Regions from separate parts of the Mus musculus genome. Here region 2 is linked to region 1. A link is a contact called in public promoter capture Hi-C data. All regions are on one chromosome and are shown on one strand. The core of a region is the stretch at or near the end of the contact, and the rest is flanking DNA. Distances in the headings are between cores, read along the strand shown. Region 1 holds the start of Prpf4b (pre-mRNA processing factor 4B). Region 2 holds the start of Ly86 (lymphocyte antigen 86).

What was found. Promoter capture Hi-C pulls out the DNA fragments that hold promoters and counts their contacts.
Region 2: a promoter capture Hi-C map of pre-B cells shows a contact between it and region 1, with 2.3 times the contacts expected there. The contact joins the promoter of Ly86 here to the promoter of Prpf4b in region 1. A contact is called at or near these places in 2 of 39 promoter capture datasets (hippocampal neurons and pre-B cells) and 1 of 9 other capture datasets (adipose tissue).

What each region holds. Positions count from the first base shown.
Region 1 is chr13:34,873,174-34,877,558 of GRCm38.p6, forward strand. It overlaps Prpf4b (pre-mRNA processing factor 4B), which reads left to right and starts at 2,356. Exons shown (of 15, transcript NM_013830.3): 1 at 2,356-2,521. The coding sequence starts at 2,481. It overlaps Gm36839 (a long non-coding RNA gene), which reads right to left and starts at 2,067. Exons shown (of 2, transcript XR_382181.1): 1 at 1,996-2,067; 2 at 455-1,395.
Region 2 is chr13:37,343,485-37,347,869 of GRCm38.p6, forward strand. Ly86 (lymphocyte antigen 86) reads left to right here and starts at 1,861. Exons shown (of 5, transcript NM_010745.2): 1 at 1,861-2,090. The coding sequence starts at 1,955.

The DNA.
Region 1 (4,385 bases), core at 1,106-3,605:
TCATGAACAGAGGTCAGAAGACAATCGATGAGGGGGTCTGGGTATTGAACCTAGCTCCTCGGGTCTCTTTTTTTTATTGTTGTTTGTTTTTTGAGACAGGGTTTTTCTGCGTAGCCCTGGCTGTCCTGGAACTCACTCTGTAGACCAGGCTGGCCTCGAACTCAGAAATCCGCCTGCCTCTGCCTCCCAAGCGCTGGGATTAAAGGTGTGTGCCACACCACTGCTGGGCCCTCAGGTCTCTTGACAGGCATCTTTTCCCACTTGAGCCACCTCACCAGCCAGCCCTTACTTTTAGAACATTGTTCTAGGTGTTTCTCTTTATAGTTAATACTGCTGCAAAGCTGATACAATCTAGATACCTAGTAACAAGGACAACAATCTAGTTAGAAGATGCTTGGCAAACCAGAATGAAGCAAAAACTGCTATGTGAAAAAGAGCAAGCGATGACACTGTGTACACAAGTGTGAAATTTAATATTTCACATAGGAAAGGGCTAAAAATAAGCCAACATGTTCGGGCTGGTTCAACGTGGAATTATCCACTTGGGGGATGATTTTCCTTTACTTTGAGTTTGTCCAAATTCACAAATGCACAGAAGTATTTTAAAACAACAAAAAAATTACACTAAGACAGGCATGATGCCTCAAGCGTGTTAACACCAGTTTGGCGTCTTCCCATTAAAGGTCCAAATCCCAATTTTAAACCTAAGTGCTGCTCAAATGGCTTCTACACTCTTCAAAGACACCTGGAAACTCCAAGAGTCAACGGGTTTTACGATGCTCGTAATTTGTTTGTAGTCTGTTACAATTAGCCTATTGAGAGCTCACTGGGTTCCATGGCAACCGTGTACGAGATTAGTAGCTCTCCACAGAAATACACATATTTCAAATATATTTTTCAATTATTTAAAGAATGCCCAGCTCGTTTGGAATAATACTTGAAGCAACCACAGATGGTAGGAAAAGATGAAACGTTCACAAAGACACGCTTGCCTCCAAAGCCTCAACTTTTTGCATTGTCTGCCGGCGCCGTGGTCTCCACGGTGTCACCGAACAAGGCGGACCTCTACTTGAGGGATCTTGGGGTACGCTCAGACGCAATCTTGGCAAGCCGCTGTGCTGACGTTGCCGCAGAGGAGAGGTCGGGGCTGAGATCGGGAGGCGGAGACCAGCTGAGCTGGAGCAGGGAACTGGGAGGGCCTCCCCATAGCTGCCCGCCGCAGTTCTAACGCCACAACCACCGCCCGCAGCTTTGAACACGCCCACGCTTTCTTCTGGCCACCAGCACGCATGCGTCTCTCCGGCTGGCCAAAAGACTTCCGGGAAGCTGGTTCCGCTGTGCAGAGCTCACTTCCGTCCTGATCCGCGGAAACTGCGGCTATGGGTCGGGCGGTTCCTTTACCAGGGCCCCGAAGAGGAAAAAAAAAAAAAAAAAAAAAAAAACCCAAGGAATTGTAATTGTCTGGTCTGTCACTTTGTAAACGTTTCCTGCACGAGTAAGCTAATGTTTCAATATCTGCTAACAGTAACAGCTTGGGATGCCTTTAGGCATCGATTTCGCTCTCCAATTCGTAATAGCGTGGAAATGAACTTGGGTGAAAAAGAAAATCTTCCATGGAAAAGTTTTCCAGCACCAGCTCCTTTAGAAGTGCTTTATTTATTTTATTTTTTATTTATTTATTTTTTGGTTTTTCGAGACAGGGTTTCTCTGTGTAGCCCTGGCTGTCCTGGAACTCACTCTGTAGACCAGGCTGGCCTCGAACTCAGATCCGCCTGCCTCTACCTCCCGAGTGCTGGGATTAAAGGCGTGCGCCACCACTGCCCGACAAGAGCATTTTTATTACATTTATTTTGTGTGTCCGGGCTTAGAAGTGCTTTATTTTACTCTGTGAAGAATGGTGTCTGTAAATCGGAAATCGGTCTTATTTCAGTATCACCATTATCTCCAACGTATTCCTCCCAGAAACAGAAAACTTAATTCCCATATAAAGCATACCATAAAGAACAGAAGGTCAAAAGGGGACCTGGCAGATATTCTGGCTGTTTAAATTAGGCCAGGTCTACGAGCTCTCCGCTAGCCAATCAGCAACAAGGAGAGACACAGCAGGTTTCACCCACTACTGGATCACATGGAGAATCAGCTCTCAGCAATGCACCCGACCCCTTTCTTTGCTGCTGTCTCCAGCAGGTCCCTACACTTACACACTTACACACTCACACTTACACACATAACCAGCGCTCTAAGTGAATCAGGCCTTCTTCTCCCCACGGCCCGCCCCCTAGCCCCGGAAGTTACGTTCCGCGCCCCGCCCCCGGACGCCGAGTTTTTCTATCCGGATTCTTAGCGCGGACTCCCGAGTGCCGCTTTTCTCTACGTGCTCCGCACATGCGCGGCTGCCTGTCCCTTCTTCCTCCGCTTCCACTGGCGTCCACGGTTCGCCGAGCCGCCGCCAGCATCGCGGAGGAGTCGGGAAGTTCAAGATGGCCGCCACGGAGCCCCCGTCCCTGCGGGAGCAAGCTGAGTAAGTGCACCGCGCGGGTGTGTCGGAGCTGGGCCTCCAGGCCGGCAATGCGGGGGACGGCGGCGGCGGCGACCTGCGCGACGGGCGGGAAAGTTCAGGCCTAACGGCGACAGCCAAACTTTGCCTTGCCGCGCGCCGTGGGTGGTGCGGCGGGAGGCGTGGGAGCGGCCTGGGCTTTGCTGCCGGTGGGGCCGCGGCTGTTGAGGTGCCGGCAGCGCGGCCTGCTGTCCGTCGTTGCCCCGGGAGGCGGCGGCACGAGCGGCCTCTACAGGTCCAGTTAGCGTGGTGGCTGCTGCTGCCCTGAGGTCGCGCCTTCCTGCACCTCCCTGGGGGACCGTGGAGCTCTCCGATCTCAACCCTCGGTGATCTCCTTCCCTAAAGAGACCCGAGGAATAGTGGCGGCCGGCAGGCTAAGCCCCGCTTTCCTAACGCATATGCTATCCTTGCGATCCTGCTGATGGTAAAAGCAGAGACGGGGGTGCTAGGGTCACACTTTTGACTGTCCCGGAAATTGTGCTAGCGAAGTCCTTTGCCCTTTACTCTTCCTTCCAACCACAACCCGGTATTTCTCTGTCCATTGGTAGCTTATTTCTAACTTTCAAACTTGAGGCAAAGTAAGGTAGACTACCTGGGTTTTGAGGCCTGGCAGTTTTTTGCCCTAGTTTGTTTTTGCCTTTAGGAAGGGACATGGGAGAAGTATTAGGAATCGTTGCTACTTCTAAATCATTCTAATCTGTGTTTTTAATTAAGCGACTATAGAAGTATTTGAAGCCAAGAGAACACATCCTTGAATAAGCAAAAGGACTAGCTGTTGCTTAAAGAAGAGCAGTGTTTTGTTTCCCACGTTTATGCGAGGAAAGCTTAACTTTAAAGAGAATACCACTGAAGACTGGGTGGCAACAGCAACCCCCCCCACCCCCCACCCCCCAGTTACATCTGCATTATCTATGTTTTCAGCCTGTTTAGGAAAGTGTTTGATACCGTTTCCAGCAACTTGTGACAGATAGCTTGGTTTCTTTGCTGAGAATCTAGTTTGGGGTTCCCCTGTCATTTACTTTACTCAGCTTGACAGAGAATTTGTTTTTATTAAGTATGCTTGAAAGTTGCATTGTGGTTGTGACAATTGGGCTTAGCAGAGAACAGATAGGATTTTAAGATAGCTTATTGTCCAAGTTCATGGTGTGGCAGTTACAGGATGTTAGTTTAGCTTGATGGGTGTCTTCGGCTGTTCAGCTAAGTAGTTCTGGCAATCTGAAAAGTTCTTGGTATTATGTCCATTCACTTAATTTGAGGGGAGGATCCATTCACATTTATTTTGAGTCAGAGTCAGCCCTATTATTTGCGTATTTAATCCTATCTTTATAAGCGTGGGTTTGTTTAGGCTCTGGCAACTACATAACACTGATGGTAGTTTTTAATTTATCCTCCCTTCCCCCATAGAAATTGTGTAAATGGAATTCTTCTCAATGTGTCCTATTTTTGCTAATTTGAAAATAATTAATGGAGTAAATAACAGTTTGATATGAAAGCAGGCACTATGTGTGTTGCTGACCTAAATGGCTTCAAGTTACTCTGAATAGCTTGTAGTTACAGGAAGCTATTCAAAATAGAAAAATTAAGGGCACACATATTACATAGTTTACATTTTCCTTAAAGGCTCAAATGGCTTTTGTTTTACTGGCCTGTACATTTGTCAGCCTCTTTACTTCAGCTTTAAAAAAAAAATAAATGTATTCGAAGTCACCAGGGACCAGGTACTATTCAAATCATTCAAATAGTAGCTCATTAATTCTTGTAACAATCCTGTGGCGCTGGGTCCTGTTGTTGCTGGTATTTTGTGGGTGATGAAACTAACACAGAGACA
Region 2 (4,385 bases), core at 611-3,110, 2.5 Mb after region 1:
CCATTATCATCATGGCAGAAAACACAGTGGTATGCAGGCAAGGTGCTGGAGAAGTATCTGAGAGCTACATCCTGATCTGTAAGCAGAGACAGGGGGAGGTGGTGGGGGGCTGGGCTTTTAAAACCTCAAAACCCACCCACCCCCAGTGACACACTTCCTCCAAAAAGGACACACCTCCAATCTTTCTGATCTTTTCAAACAATTCCACTTGATGTTGACTATTCTTTCAAATACATGAGCCTGCGGGGCTATGTGTATTCAAACCACTGCACTTATACTAGCTTTCTGTCACTGTGAGAGAGTGCCTAAGGTAAATAGACAAAGGGAGGAAAAGTTGGTGTTGCCCCACAGCATCAGAGGTTTCAGAGCATGGACATGTGGCCCCATTTTTCTGTGGGTTGGATTGGACCATGTTAAGGTGGGGCTACACATGGAGGAAACCTGATTTCCTTGTGTTGGCTCGAAAACAAAGCAAAAGGAGGGATACGAAGAGTTAGAATTCCACTATTCTCTTTAAGATGATCTAAATTAAAGGTCCCACCACATCTCAATGGTGCCCCAGGCAGGTGACCAAACTTAGCAGCACATGGAACTCTGGGTGACAGTTAATATCCAAACCATAACAGAACTCAAGATGACACCATTATGGATTGATTTCTGAAACAGGTGAGCCAAAAACCACTCGTCAGACCCAAGTCCTGGCTCTTGGTTGACAAAATGAGTTCCCATAACTCCTTGAGGGAGTGGCTTGCTCGTTTTTTCCTACGAGGCTGCATTACATGTTATAGAAAAAAATGCCATCTGTCATGCAAGGAGAGAATATTTTTATTGAGAAGTCTTCTAAAAATACATTGTACATTCTCAATGGGATATAATTCATCTCTTCCTGCCATGGGAAAGAGTGTTGCCTGTTGCTCTGCAGCATCACTGGCCTTGGCCGTGAGTTTGATGAACTGCATAGAGTGGGGTTAGGATTAAGAAAGCTGAGGCAGAGCGGCAAGAGTCCATGGAGGGCAGCATCTTTGTGTGAGAAGCGGTGTCAGTCACCTCTCCTAGTTGAACTAGCCTTTCAGGGAGGCCATGGGCCCATGAACTGTCTCCATGGGTAAAAGCACTTACCTCACAAACCTGGTGACTTGAGTGCCACTCGCAGAACCCACAGAGAAAGGAGAGAATTGACTCCCAAAAGTTACCTTCTGACTTCCACATGATCATACACACGCAAACACACAGAAAGACAACACAGATATACACTAAAAAAATAAATAAAATAAAAATGTTAAAAGGGTAATCCTTCCTCCTGGTGCTGTTGGCCCAGAAATGGAAGATGGCTTACTTCTCAGAGGGAATGCACCACCCAGCTCTGTGTGGGCTCCTAGGACAAGCTCCTGTTCCGCTGGCCCAACCCCAGGGCCAAAGCCAGACAAGAACAAATCCAAAAACCCGGTTCCAGATCCTAAGTTCTAGTATACCACCCTCAAAATGTCACATGTGCCTGCTGGCGTTAGCCAGCTCTGAGACTCACATCAGTGGGGTGTACGCTGATAGAAAACACATGGTGGCCTGAAGCTCATTTTTCCTGAGTTTACAGCTCCAGTGGGGGACAAAGATTCTAAAAGGGGCTGTTCTGAAGAGTCCTGCAGGACCTCTTCCTGTGAAAGCGAGAAGTCACCTTTCAACCTAGCCCATACCTGCCCATATGCGCATGCGCATGTTCAGAGATATGCGCGCGCGCGCGCACACACACACTTGCTATTTCAAGTATGTGAAAGCCCCCTGGAACAGTATTCAAATGCCCCTCCCCGCTGTCTGTCTTTGTCTTCTCACAGTATATTTCCCAGAGACTAGTATTCGAGAAGTGAAACTGAACATACTACTCCTTCAGGGGGAGGACGAGCTTCGGAGGTCTTTTTATTGGGCTGGCTTACCATTGGGCACACACAACCCCCTCGCCATGAATGGTGTCGCAGCTGCCCTCCTTGTGTGGATTCTGACTTCTCCGAGCAGCAGTGACCATGGCAGCGAAAATGGTTGGCCCAAGCACACGGCCTGCAACAGTGGGGGCTTGGAAGTAGTCTACCAGAGCTGTGGTAAGGTCTTATGAAATGGCTGCTTGTGCTTATGGGGAAATTAAAGCTACACGTGGGCAATACGAACACTGGGTGAGTATGGGCGAGGGATGAGGTTATCAGCCTCTCCGTGCTTTTTGCTGCTACGGTGAGCTTTTGTCTTGGCAGCCGTGAGGAGGGAAAGGCCAGGGACAGTGGAAGAGCCTTCTGAAAATAACGAAGACCACAGAAAGAGAGAAATGAACAGTCTAGATATGGAACGAAGTCTAAGAGCTCAGCCCTGCCCTCTCCCCCAAGAACAAGTGATCAGTAAGCTTTTCTTCCCAAATCCTGCGCCTACGCTGGCTTTTCACCTCAGCCATTTTGCAAACTGGGTGAGCATCAAGTCACTTTTGTCAGAGACTCTGTCCTTCAGCCGCTCCCTCTAGAGTTCTTGTCATGCCGCACTGTGCCACCCATTAAAGCAGCAAGCACGTCAGAAGTAGCATCCAATGCCAGGGTTTCCCCAGGGGCAAGGACAGCGAAGGGGAGTGCTGTGGTTGGCCTGTGTCCTGGAGCATGTATTAGAAACTTAACCTCAGTGCAACTGTTTGAGAGGTGGCATATACTGAGACGCGTTGGGCTGGGAGAGCCCCGCTGTTGGCACCACGAACCAGAACTTAGGAGTGGGTTAGTTCTAAAGTCTGAATGTGGTACCTCACCTCACTTTTTCCTTCTGTGACGCTATGACACAGCGAGGAAAAATGAGCCTTGGGATCGATTTCCAATGGGCAGTAGAACAAATGGCTTGTGGAAAGGCAGACATTTATGAAACCTGGAAATCTGTAGGGAAACGGGACAGATGAGCTGAAGAGTATGCAAAGGAGACTCTGAGCCTCTGTGTTGGTCCCACCGCTCGCTGAGAATAAATGAAAGCAAACTAGCTGAGCCCGGATTCTGCCACCCAACTTTGGTTTCTGGGGTAATTCAATGGATTCTTTTAAATTTCCTTTTAAAAGGAACCTTGAAGTGCATTTTAAAAATTAAAAATAAGAAAAAGAAAAGGACGCGCTGGGTGGAGAAAGTGCTGACCTCATGATGCTTGCTGTTCTTGGGACAAATGGGAGCCTAGACGTCTGGGGACTTGCTCACTTCAGGAGTAGGATGACAGCCGGATTGGGTCACGTGGACTACTTGGGATTTGATTTTCCGAGACATTAAGCCTCATGTGACTGGCTATTCCATGTCTAAGATTCTCCCTCAGATTGTAACTGAGTCTCATGTGTCCTTTCACTCACCTGGGTCTGTCAGGGAAAGAACGGGGACATAATGTGCTGCCACACTGTCTGCAGTGCTGCATCTATTTGTAGATGGTACTTCTCTGCAGAGTAATTAAATCTCAGAAATAAGCCCTGGGCACTTGGAATAAAGGAACAGGGGAGATGAAGTTTTCATCCAGGGTGAGTGGGAGAATCAGCCAAGGAAACCAAAGGATAACTGCTTTGTGGGAGGGATGTCTCAAAGGCAGGCATCAGTTACCAGGAGACACAGTGATTTGAAGAGAGCAAGGTTTGGATTGTCAAATGTTAACTGAAACTTTAAAGAAATGATAAAAGTAGCTGGGCCACATATTCCACAAGAAGGGTCTGCCTGTGTGTTGAGGGCTGTGCACAGCTCCTCACTAGCATGATCCTTGCTTTGTAGATGTGTAAACCTGGGGCCGGAGATGCCAGATAATACTGTAAAGGCTATCTAGCTGATACTGGAGAAATTATAGTCCAACAGCACAGAGAAGACAAAACATTTGGGTAAATATTTGTGGAGTTAGAACAAACTGATCGCTGACCTCTCTAAATCCAATAACCCTGGTGTGTAGAGTTTTGTTGTTGGACATAGTGATATAGAGGAGGGTAGAGAAGGAGATTTCAGCAGAGAGAATAGCTTATATAAAGGCAAAGAAGTGTGGCACAACCAAGCCAAGTTCAGAGGCCTGAGACATGATGGGAGATGTACAGTCAGAGCCCTAGACAAGGCCATGTTGCCTGCCTTTGGCTTTGGGGAGCCTCCACTTTGGAACGATCCTTTGAGGAGTGGGTGTGACTGGATATGGTACTTGTATCTGGACACCATGATGTTCGGGAAGTTCAGGGAAAAAAGTATGGTCATCATGAAAACCATTCAACAGTCTTTAGACTAAGAGGATTGTAGGTAGACTCTAGGGTCAGCAGACAGGCAAGCTGGACCCTCGGTGCTCTGGCAAGGGTGGTGCTCACTCTGTCTTCTGGGTGGTCCTGAGCTTTTGGAGGTTGAATGACTGGTTTGCAGGGCAGCTGCGTC